Regions from separate parts of the Mus musculus genome. Here region 2 is linked to region 1. A link is a contact called in public Hi-C data. All regions are on one chromosome and are shown on one strand. Each heading gives the region's core, a stretch centred on a gene start, on an enhancer-like site or on the middle of the called end of the contact. The rest is flanking DNA. Distances are from core to core; before and after follow the strand shown.

What was found. A called contact is a pair of places that touch in the nucleus more often than the background predicts.
Region 2: a contact with region 1 is called in a Hi-C map of bone marrow-derived macrophages, with 35 read pairs. The contact joins two enhancer-like sites. A contact is called at or near these places in 4 of 15 datasets of contacts at CTCF or cohesin (CD8 T cells, the NIH/3T3 cell line, embryonic stem cells and 1 more), 2 of 484 Hi-C or Micro-C datasets (bone marrow-derived macrophages and nephron progenitors) and 2 of 115 datasets of contacts at active chromatin or transcription factors (embryonic stem cells and stem cell-derived neural progenitor cells).

What each region holds. Positions count from the first base shown.
Region 1 is chr1:73,899,740-73,904,746 of GRCm38.p6, reverse strand. No RefSeq gene overlaps it. Among named protein-coding and RNA genes, the nearest start is that of 6030407O03Rik, 38 kb to the right of the region's middle. Within about 2 kb of position 3,031, at least 40 of the 459 cell types and tissues checked have an H3K27ac peak or open chromatin away from gene starts, as enhancers often do. A contact at or near this core is called in bone marrow-derived macrophages, where this site is marked.
Region 2 is chr1:74,050,401-74,055,407 of GRCm38.p6, reverse strand. All of the region lies in intron 3 of Tns1 (tensin 1), which reads left to right. Among named protein-coding and RNA genes, the nearest start is that of Gm39664, 22 kb to the right of the region's middle. Within about 2 kb of position 2,192, at least 57 of the 459 cell types and tissues checked have an H3K27ac peak or open chromatin away from gene starts, as enhancers often do. A contact at or near this core is called in bone marrow-derived macrophages, where this site is marked.

The DNA.
Region 1 (5,007 bases), core at 1,782-4,281:
CTGGACATTCATCTGAAGGCCAGGCAGGACAGTGGTTAAAGGCACAGCTTGTGGTGTTTCCAGTGTGGCCTCCATTCCTACTAGCTGCCAGGCCTTCCTGTGTGCTTCTGCTTTCATACTTCAGTGTAGGGTACAGTACTTATAAAGGGTGGCTGTTGCAATGGAGTGATTTTACTTGTAAAACCATAACTGGGGCCTAGGGAGATGGCTCAGTGGGAAAGAGCACTCGCTAGGCAAGCTTGAGGACCCGAGTTCAAATCCCTAGGCCCCGCATAAAAAGCTGGGCATGGCTGTGTGGGCATGTAACTCCAGCATTGAGAGGGTCCTGAGAGCTTACTAACCAGACAGCCTAGCCAAAGTAGTGTTTTGTTTTTTTCCAGTGAGACACTGTGTATTGAAGGACTAAGGGGAGAGCCATAAAGGGAGAAACCTTATACACATCTCTGGCTTCCTCATGTGCTCATGGGGGAACACACTGGGGCACACATGCTATGCATCGTACACACACACCTACCTTACACCTCATCATAGTAATTTACAAAGTGAAAAACTGTAACTATTACCTACGCTCGGTATTTCTTTATTTGACCTCCTTTTCTCTCTCCTCGCTAGACTCTTAAGTCCCTGAGGGCACAGAGTGGTTTACCTTAAGCCCTAGGGCAGTGCCTGCCAGGTGGGGCACCCTCTCCTGGTGCACAGGGAATGGCTTAAGTCTGGAAACCTCATGGAGGCACTGTGGGAAGGAGAAGATGGAAACACAGACATGTGTACAGAAAAGCTGGGCACAGATGGGCTGCACAGGCTATGAGAGATGACCAGAGCAGCTACTGTAACAACTGGGAACTTCAGCATGTTTATTATGTATACTGGAGCGGGGCGGGGGGAGCACATGTTAGCTGTTGGCTAGTCTTGGTAGGAGGTTTCTGTGGGTGAGCAATCTCAGACCATAAAGGTTAGAAGTGTTTACAAACCATAGACCAGTGTGTGTGTGTGTGTGTGTGTGTGTGTGTGTGTGTGTGTGTGTCTGTGTGTCTGTGTGGTATGTATGTGTGTTTATGTGTATGTATGTGTGTGTGTCTGTATGTGTATGTGTTACTAGTAGAGGGTCTTGAGCATGACAAGCAAAACATTTTAAAAAGGCAGAGTGTGGGAAGGAGAACCCAGGAATGTGGATGTATGCGTACGGAGCACCCTAGAGGAGGGGCAGCAGCAGTGCTAAGGTTGCAGGTGGAGAGAGAGACTTTGGGGTGTGGGGCACTGCAGTTAGGAATGAGGGTCCAGGCTGGAGTGGAAACTGAGGCATAACCAGACACTATTTGGAGGGTGGCCTCCTTTCACAATGGTTTCCCTGAGCATCTGTGGGAAGGAGGGCAGGGGTGGGGATGCCTTTGAGACACAGTCGCTGTCACTGGAATAGATCTTTCTTATTGCGGTGACATCAGCAGGTGCCAGGAGGGACAGACAGGCTGTGTTTCCTAGTGCCAGGCTGCTGAGGCTAGGAACAGCAGAGCTCTGTTGCCACGGAGATAAGGGAATGAAGAGCAGGTAGGGCCTTGTAACTGTGAGGGCGATGTAATTCCAGGTGGCCTCAGAGTTCTGTGTGTGCTTGGTGGTGACACTGCCACCTGACCGCCCTTCCTCTTCTCCAGTTCCTCCTTGCCTCTCCTAACCCAGAATCCTAGACTGGATCTGGGAGGTGGTAGCTGGGCCAGGTAAGAAGATACTAGAGATGGGGTGCTGTTTTTAAAAATTAATGAATGAATGAATTGATTAATTAATCAATTCATTCATTCTTTTTTTAATCTCCATGGAGGCTTGCAACCTGTAAGAATGGCTGGCAAACTCCCACTTCCGTCCCTCCCGGCCCCAGCCCAGTCTCCGCATGCCAGCACCTCCATTTTTCATTTCCTGTCTGCTTCTCCCACGCTAGTCTCTGGGTCTGGATCCATGTTTCTCGTTCATGCGGGTCTCCCAGGCAACCTTCCTTAGTGCCCACTGGAAGAAGCATCAGTAGACCAAGCTAGCTACAGTTGCTGAGGGGGGGGAGTGGAAACCGCAGGACCGTCTCTTTCCAAGGATCTTCTGGAATGAGAAAGGATGGCTTTCAGAATGCGGAGAACATCTGGAATGATCAGACAGGGCTCAGTCTGAAGTCCTTTTCTCGTCTAGGCCCTCAAGTCCACGTTGGTTAACATTTTATAGCGTTTTCATGATCCCAAGGCGCCCTCCAGTGGCCAAATAGGAAGTTGCGGCTCTTCCAAGAGGAAGTAAAAGTGGGCAGTTGCTGAGCCAGCTTCACACCGCCCCCGCACCCCCCCCCCCCACTCAATTCCCAATTCCAACTTCAGCCTTCATGCTGGAGTCCACTGAGGTGGCAGGAGCCAGTGAGGAGCCCTGGATAGGCAGTCAATGACTGGGGGCTACTTATGGCCTCTTTACCATGAGTCTCTGGGTTGGCATCTCTGGTACTTCCTAGCCCAGCATTGCCTATAATATAAACTCACTTCCTGGATAGGCAAGGTCTGTCTGTCCATCCTCCTGCAGCCAGCCTACAGTTGGCCCTCTATGATTGAAGCTTTGGCTGGTCCACAGATCAGGGCAAGTAATTCTAGAAGGGCCATGAGGAGGTTGGGAGGGCTGGTTACCATCTCCAGGATGCACTTGGAGAATCCAGGCCTGGGATTGAGCTGCATAAGAAAACTTGACCTCGGTAGCAGCAGCTGGAAAAAAAACCCAAGACGGTACTGAGAAGCCAGCATCCTGCATCACCAGGCTCCGGAGGGTCTGTCGATGCTCTGGGTTCAAAAAGTGCACGAGTCGACAGGATGCTCAGGGAAGGAGAAGCTAAGGAGGCAGCTTGTGCAAGCTCAAGCTGATATCCACCAACCACCCAGTGGTGGCTTACTATCTAGTCACAGCAGGTTACCCTCCTTTAGAAACGCAGAGTGACTCTTTCACCTAGACTGAAAGGAACCAGTTTTCAGAGCTGCAGTGGCGTGGGAAGGGGGACAGTGCCCCCTTGTGGCAATATCTTGGTACTTCAACTCAGAAGAAGCCAGAAGATGAGATCTACTTCTGTCAGGCTCATTTGTGCACAGCATCTAGGAGCAGAGGGTAGGGCTCCCAGAGACACTGCCTTGTGACTCACTACAATAAGCGTGATTTCCTCTAGAGAGTCTTAGGGTCCAAGACAACTAATGAGAGCAGCAAAGGTCACATGCAGGTTCCTGGCATGATGCAACCCTGTGCCAGCATCCCAGGATGTGAGATGAACAGGGCATGGCCTGTGCCCTCCACCATCAATGCAGGAGTCAGAGAAGAACAACAGTGCCCTTGTCACACTGGGCATGCAATGTCCCGGCTGTTGTCATTTCTCCTTAAGTGTGGCTTCTGAACATCCCTGGGTTTTCTCCTCACCTCTATTAAGTCTTTTCTTTCAACTTATTGGTGCCACAACTGCGCTCAGGGTTATTATGCTAGAGAGGGTGAGGTGGCTAGGTGTCATATCTGGGTAGGATTTGTTTTCTTTCTTTTTTTAAAAAAGATTTTTATTAGATATTTTCTTTATTTACATTTCAAATGCTATCCCGAAAGTTCCCTATACCCTCCCCCCACCCTGCTCCCCTACCCACCCACTCCCACTTCTTGGCCCTGGCATTTCCCTGTACTGGAGCATATAAAGATTGCAAAACCTAGGGGCCTCTCTTCCCAATGATGGCCAACTAGGCCATCTTCTGCTACATATACAGCTAGAGACACGAGCTCTGGGGGTACTGGTTAGTTCATATTGTTGTTCCACCTATAGGGTTGCAGACCCCTTCAGCTCCTTGGGTAATTCTCTAGCTCCTCCATTGGGGGTCCTGTGTTCCATCCAATAGCTGACTGTGAGCATCCACTTCTGTGTATGCCAGGCACTGGCATAGCCTCCCAAGAGACAGCTATATCAGGGTCCTTTCAGCAAAATCTTGCTGGCATATGCAATAGTGTCTGAGTTTGGTGTCTGATTATGGGATGGGTCCCCGGGTGGGGTAGTCTCTGGATGGTCCATCCTTTCTTCTTAGCTTTGTCTCTGTAATTCCTTCCGTGGATATTTTGTTCCTTATTCTAAGGAAGAATGAAGTATCCACACTTTGGTCTTCCTTCTTCTTGAGTTTCATGTGTTTTGCAAATTGTATCTTGGGTATTCTAACAGTGAGTGCATATCAAGTGACTTCTTTTGTGATTGGGTTACTTCACTTAGGATGATGCCCTCCAGGTCCATCCATTTGCCCCAGAATTTCATAAATTCATTGTTTTTAATAGCTGAGCAGTACTCCATTGTGTAAATGTACCACATTTTCTGTATCCATTCCTCTGTCGAGGGACATCTGGGTTCTTTCCAGCTTCTGGCTATTATAAATAAGGCTGCCATGAACATAGTGGAGCATGTGTCCTTATTACTAGTTGGAACATCTTCTGGATATATGCCCAGGAGAGGTATTGTGGGATCTTCTGGTAGTACTATGTCCAATTTTTTGAGGAACCGCCAGACTGATTTCCAGAGTGGTTATACAAGCTTGCAATCCCACCAACAATGGAGGAGTGTTCCTCTTTCTCCATATCCTTGGCCTTTTTGTCTTATTGATTGTGTCTTTTGCCTTACAGAAACTTTGGAATTTCATGAGGTCCCATTTGTCAATTCTTGATCTTACAGCACAAGCCATTGCTGTTCTGTTTAGGAATTTTCCCCCTGTGCCCATATCTTTGAGGCTTTTCCCTACTTTCTCCTCTATAAATTTCAGTGTCTCTGGTTTTATGTGGAGTTCTTTGATCCGATTAGACTTGAGCTTTGTACAAGGAGATAAGAATGGATCAATTTGCATTCTTCTACATGATAACCGCCAGTTGTGCCAGCACCATTCATTGAAAATGTTCTTTTTTTCCACTGGATGGTTTTAGCTCCCTTGTCAAAGATCTAGTGACCATAGGTGTGTGGATTCATTTCTGGGTCTTCAATTCTATTCCATT
Region 2 (5,007 bases), core at 943-3,442, 150 kb before region 1:
CATTCCATTTTGGCTCATGGTTTTTAGAGGGTTTCAATACATTATGACTGGGAAGGTGTAACAAATTAGTTGGAACAAATTAGTTTTTGCCAGTAGTGTTGTGCGGCAGAAGGCTATTCACATTATAGTAGGCAAAGAAGCGGAGAGCAAGGCAGAAACCAGGGGTTTAGCCTTAAAAGCCACACTCCTAGTGACCCACTCTCCCACCTTGCCTCACCAGCATGAGAATCCCCACCCCCGCTCCCAACAACCTCACAAGCTGAGAACAAGGCCAAAACACCGAGCTTGTGGGGACATTACACATCAAATAGTAACAGCATCTTGCTACCTTACTGTGGGCCAGTGGCCTTTCATGTAAGAGGAGACTGAGGCTTTGAGTGGTTAGAGGTATAGGAGAGGGATAGACATCAGAAATGGTCACACAGAGGAGTCACCCGGTGATTTTTATCACCAAGAGTAACCTGGTGGTTCTTTTACTCTTCACGAGGGCACTCTAAGTGGACAAGAGGGAGTTGTCTTAGCTCTGAGGCAGACCTTCCTATGGGAGGAGGCTGAGGGGACCCCAAGGCAAAGGAGGTACTGCTGGGTCCTCTTCAATGAGATCTCCAGAGTGTTGGGAGTGGAGACCGAGGAAGAGTTAGGCCACTCTGCACTGGTGATAAGTGTGACTTAGGGGCAGTGACAGGCTGAATGGAGAACCCTGGAGTCCTTGCTGGCTGCTCTTGACCTTGGGTAGAACAGCATGGGAGGCCTGCTCTGCCCACAGAGCAGGCATCTATTATTTCCACTCCTATGTTCTTCTGTGAGCCCAGACTCAGGGCTGGTGACTGGGAGATGGGAGTCCGGTCTGTGAGCATCTCTGGGCTGCAGGCTCGACTGTACCAGCTTCTTGTTTTCTTATCTGTTAAGCAGGGACAAGGGAAATCTTGCCTGTTGAGCTGGGCTACTGTGAAGAGCCTGGTGAATGGTGTGTGTGTGTGTGTGTGTGTGTGTGTGTGTGTGTGTGTGTGTGTGTGTAAGCTGCAACCTCCCAAACAGGGAGGCCGAAGAGGTCTGGTGGGGCCCTCGGACCTCAATGTAGGGTGCAGGGTTGGATGGGGGCTAGACAGAGTGGTAATGCACAGTGCTCCCTGCGGCTGCTTCTCTTGTCCCCCTCCCCCCTCCTCCCTAGCTCACACGTGAGGATGACGATAAAAACACACACTGCCTGACCTCAGCGTCCAGGCATGTCCCCCCCACCCCTCCACCAGCCGCCTCACATTCCTGGAGCTGAGGAGGCCAGGGCAGCCCTCCACCCTCAGAGCATCTAGCTGCCTCCTTGGTCCTGTCTGAGGCTGCTGCCTACCCTTCTGGATCTACTCAGCCAGTCTTTGCAGAGGCCTGAGTGCTAAAGGGCCCAGATCTGAAAACCAATCGTAGTAATAATAGATATGCTTATTATTTATTAAGCAACCAGGCACCAAGTTTCGCATTAACCACTTTCTATAGATCCTGTCAAGAAATTCTCGAAATACTCCCGTGAGAAAAGTTGCTATTTTTTAAAAATACTATTCCAGTTTTAGCGTGAACGGGAAAGATCCAGTGAGGAGGAAGGGTCTCTGAGGGTCTGAGAAGTACAGCTGCCTGTCCAGTACCACAGCTAAGAAGTGGGTGGTGACAGGACCTCGGCGATGCTCATGTCACATGCCTCAGCTTGACTTCAGTCTAGGTCAACCCACACTCAGGACCCACAGACCTGAGAGAAGATGCTAAGATGGGAACCAGACTCTCTTAGCCTGGTGACCCTTGGGCATTGGATGTCAGGAGAGAAGGGTGAGCTCTGTCAGGGCTGAGAGCCATGGGACATCCTTGTGGTCCCACCCCAACTGGAGCCTAGGCGAGTGTCAGGATGTGTCTGGTGCCTTTGAGTGCAAGAGAAAACACCCTTTATCAACACTTCCCCATCAGATGTAGGACACTGGGTTCTCCTGCATGCTAACTGGGCACATCTGACTAACACCTAGCACTTCTGGGAGCATCTGGGAACCAGTTCTCACACTGAGTTGGTGCCTATTTCTGGCTCTAAGCACAAATTTTCTTCCTAACTTTCAGTTCTCTTCCTGATCTTCCCCTTTCTGCTGACTTTCCCCATGTGAGTGGTAGCTTTCTAGACTCCCCCAGCCTGTATGGTCCGGTCCTTCTGTCTTTCTGTTCCTTGTCTGCCTCCCACAGGTCACTTCCTGTCTGTCATCTTTCTGAAGCCATCCTTGCTCCAGTCCCGCTCTGGGTATCTGACTCTTGCTACACTAATCTCTGGCTTGTCTGAAAGATTCCTTAGACATGGGAGAGACAAGTTCAAATTCTAGCTTTGCTGCTGCCTAGGCCCCAGCACCTCCCTCCACTAAACCTTCCCCTCTGTGAAATGGTTACAATGGCATCTTTCTTCCAGAGAGGTTTGGGGACTGGAGATGGAGAGCTGGGGCAGAGCTGCTCTGGAGAAATGGCGGTGGGGATTCTAGTTGCCTCCTCATTTTCCTTGTGGCTGCCCACCCTCTGGCCTCCTCTATGTGGCTCATGGCCCTGGGGAAGCCATATGCTTGCATGTTCAGGGTGCAGGTGAGGGCTTAGGTAGAGGTGGTCTGTTTGTGTATAGATGTCCCACATGGGGATCTCAAGAGAGTTTGTGGGTGTCCCAACGATAGCCACGCATATCTCTCTCCCCACAGAACTTGGCTGTTGCACACTGGTATCAGTGCTGTGTGTGTAAAAGGCTTGTTAATTTTCACTTATTCTGAGGGATAGGATTCGTAAACTTGTTACATGTGTAAACAATTACATGTGTGTGTGTGTGTGTGTGTGTATGTGTGTGTGTGTGAGAGAGAGAGAGAGAGAGAGAGAGAGAGAGAGAGAGAGAAAGAGAGAGAGAAAGAGAGAGTTTCTTTTGTTATTGTTGTTTTTGAAACAGGATCTCATGTACTTTTTGCATCCTTGGTCTTCCTGCCTCCACTTCCAGGGTGCTGGGATCATGGCCAGTTTATCCGGGGTTGGGGATTGAACCCAGAGGTTCATGTACGCTAGGCAAGCACTCTTCCAAGTAATATGCACCCCAGCCTCCAACTCCATTCCCCCTTTTTAAAGTGGGGGATTTAAACCATATACACATGGAGCAAGACTCTTACAACGACCCCTGGTCTCTCTGCTCAGCAACCATTGGTTTTGTGCTGTTTTTATTTCTTCTCTTCCCCAACCCTCTGCTCCCTGCATTTATTTGTTTACTTTTGGCTGGAGTGTGTTTTTAAAGCAAGCCCCAGACATGATATCATCTTTAATACTTCTGTGTGTGTTGTTAACAGATAAGGACCTTTTATTTTAACATTGTGGTAATACCATTAGCCCAGTTAACATCGTTAATAATACTTTCTTGAGATCAGCTTCTACCGGGTCTGTGTTCAATTTTCACTGATTATCTTAAAAGCGTCTTGTCTCTCTCAGTTGCTCTGGGTCAGGCAGAAGGACTTGGAAAGGATGCTTTCTGGAACCTAGGTCAGCTGCAAGGCTAACCTGTGTTATCACCTTTAACTACTTGCCAATCAATTGATGAGGTGTGATCACTTTCTTCTACAGGTCCCTAATTCCAGCTGTCCTCCAAGCCTTCCTCCCTGCAGACTCTCAAACGGTGAAATCAGGAGTCTATGTCTGGCCTTGGTTGTGCTGCCTTGAGGAGTAGGAGTGGGGGTAGAACAGCATCTTGGGGAGAGTCGGCAGGGAGGGGAAGTTCCTGCTGCTTTGGATGCTCACCCAATGAGCATCAGTCCTCGAGATGTCCATGTAAGGATGTTGCTCAGAGCATGGCCAGTGGGCAGTGGTGGAGGGGCTGGCCATGGGTCACTCAGCTCTGAGAAGCACAGCCAGCTGCTGTGCAGGGTATGGGCCTGGCTAAGGGGGGGGGATGGAGTGAGAAGCCCACCTCTGAGCTGTGTTTCCATGGTGCCCTGCTCCCCTGCAGGTTCACTGCCAGCCCTGCCCCTGCTCTCCCAGCCTGGTTGTTGCTCACATGCCAGGGAGACACTCTAGTCCTCCTTTCCCCCAGTGGGCCATCCTCAGAGCCAGGAGAGTCACCCTCCAGGGGACCCGCAGCCTGCTTCCATCCTTTCTTTTCCTTGCCTAGGACACATCTTCTTAGTACCACTAGCCAGAATGGTTTTGTTTTGGGAAACATAGGACATGAGTGTGTTCAGGTCCTCATCCCACTCCCAGGATCCTGGATAATGTTGATGAAGCTGGCATCCTTCTCTGCCCTGCTGTCCTTATCTGAGAAGTCTATAGATCCAATAACTCTGTTACCAGGAGCGGTGATTGATATTTAAGTATCTCTGTTTCTCTCACTCTTTCTCTCTCTCTCTCTCTCTCTCTCTCTCTCTCTCTCTCTCTCTCTCACACACACACACACACACACACACACACACACACAGAATTGTTCAGATTTTAGAAGAGCAGCCTCAGAATAGGGTGAGTGGTAGGGGAGACTGCTTGAGAGTCACAGGGACCCACAAATGCTCATCCATAGATCCAAGACTCCATTCTCTTCTCACTTCTCTCTCTGTCTTCTCTCTCTTAAATATTTATTTATTTATCTTATGTATACCATTGCTTTCTTCAGACATACCAGAAGAAGGCATCAGATAACATTACAGATCGTTGTGAGCCACCATGTGGTTGCTGGGAATTGAACTCAGGACCTCTTAACCACTGAGCCATCTCTCCAACCCCTCTCCTCACATCTCCTCCTTAGGTCTGGCTGGTCCCTTTGTCATCCTTAGATGGTTGCCATTTTTCCTCTTATTGATTTCTGTGCTTCTATCATCCCATTCCCGTTGTGTTCCTTGGGGTTCATGGCACCCCTAAACTCTGTCTCATTCCCCAGGGCCCAGATTTTTGTCTGGTCCCCTCTCTCTTGTTCTTGTGGATGGAGGAGCCCCTGTCTTTGGTCCCTCCAGACTCTTTGTGATTCTGGGGCTTGTGAGGTGA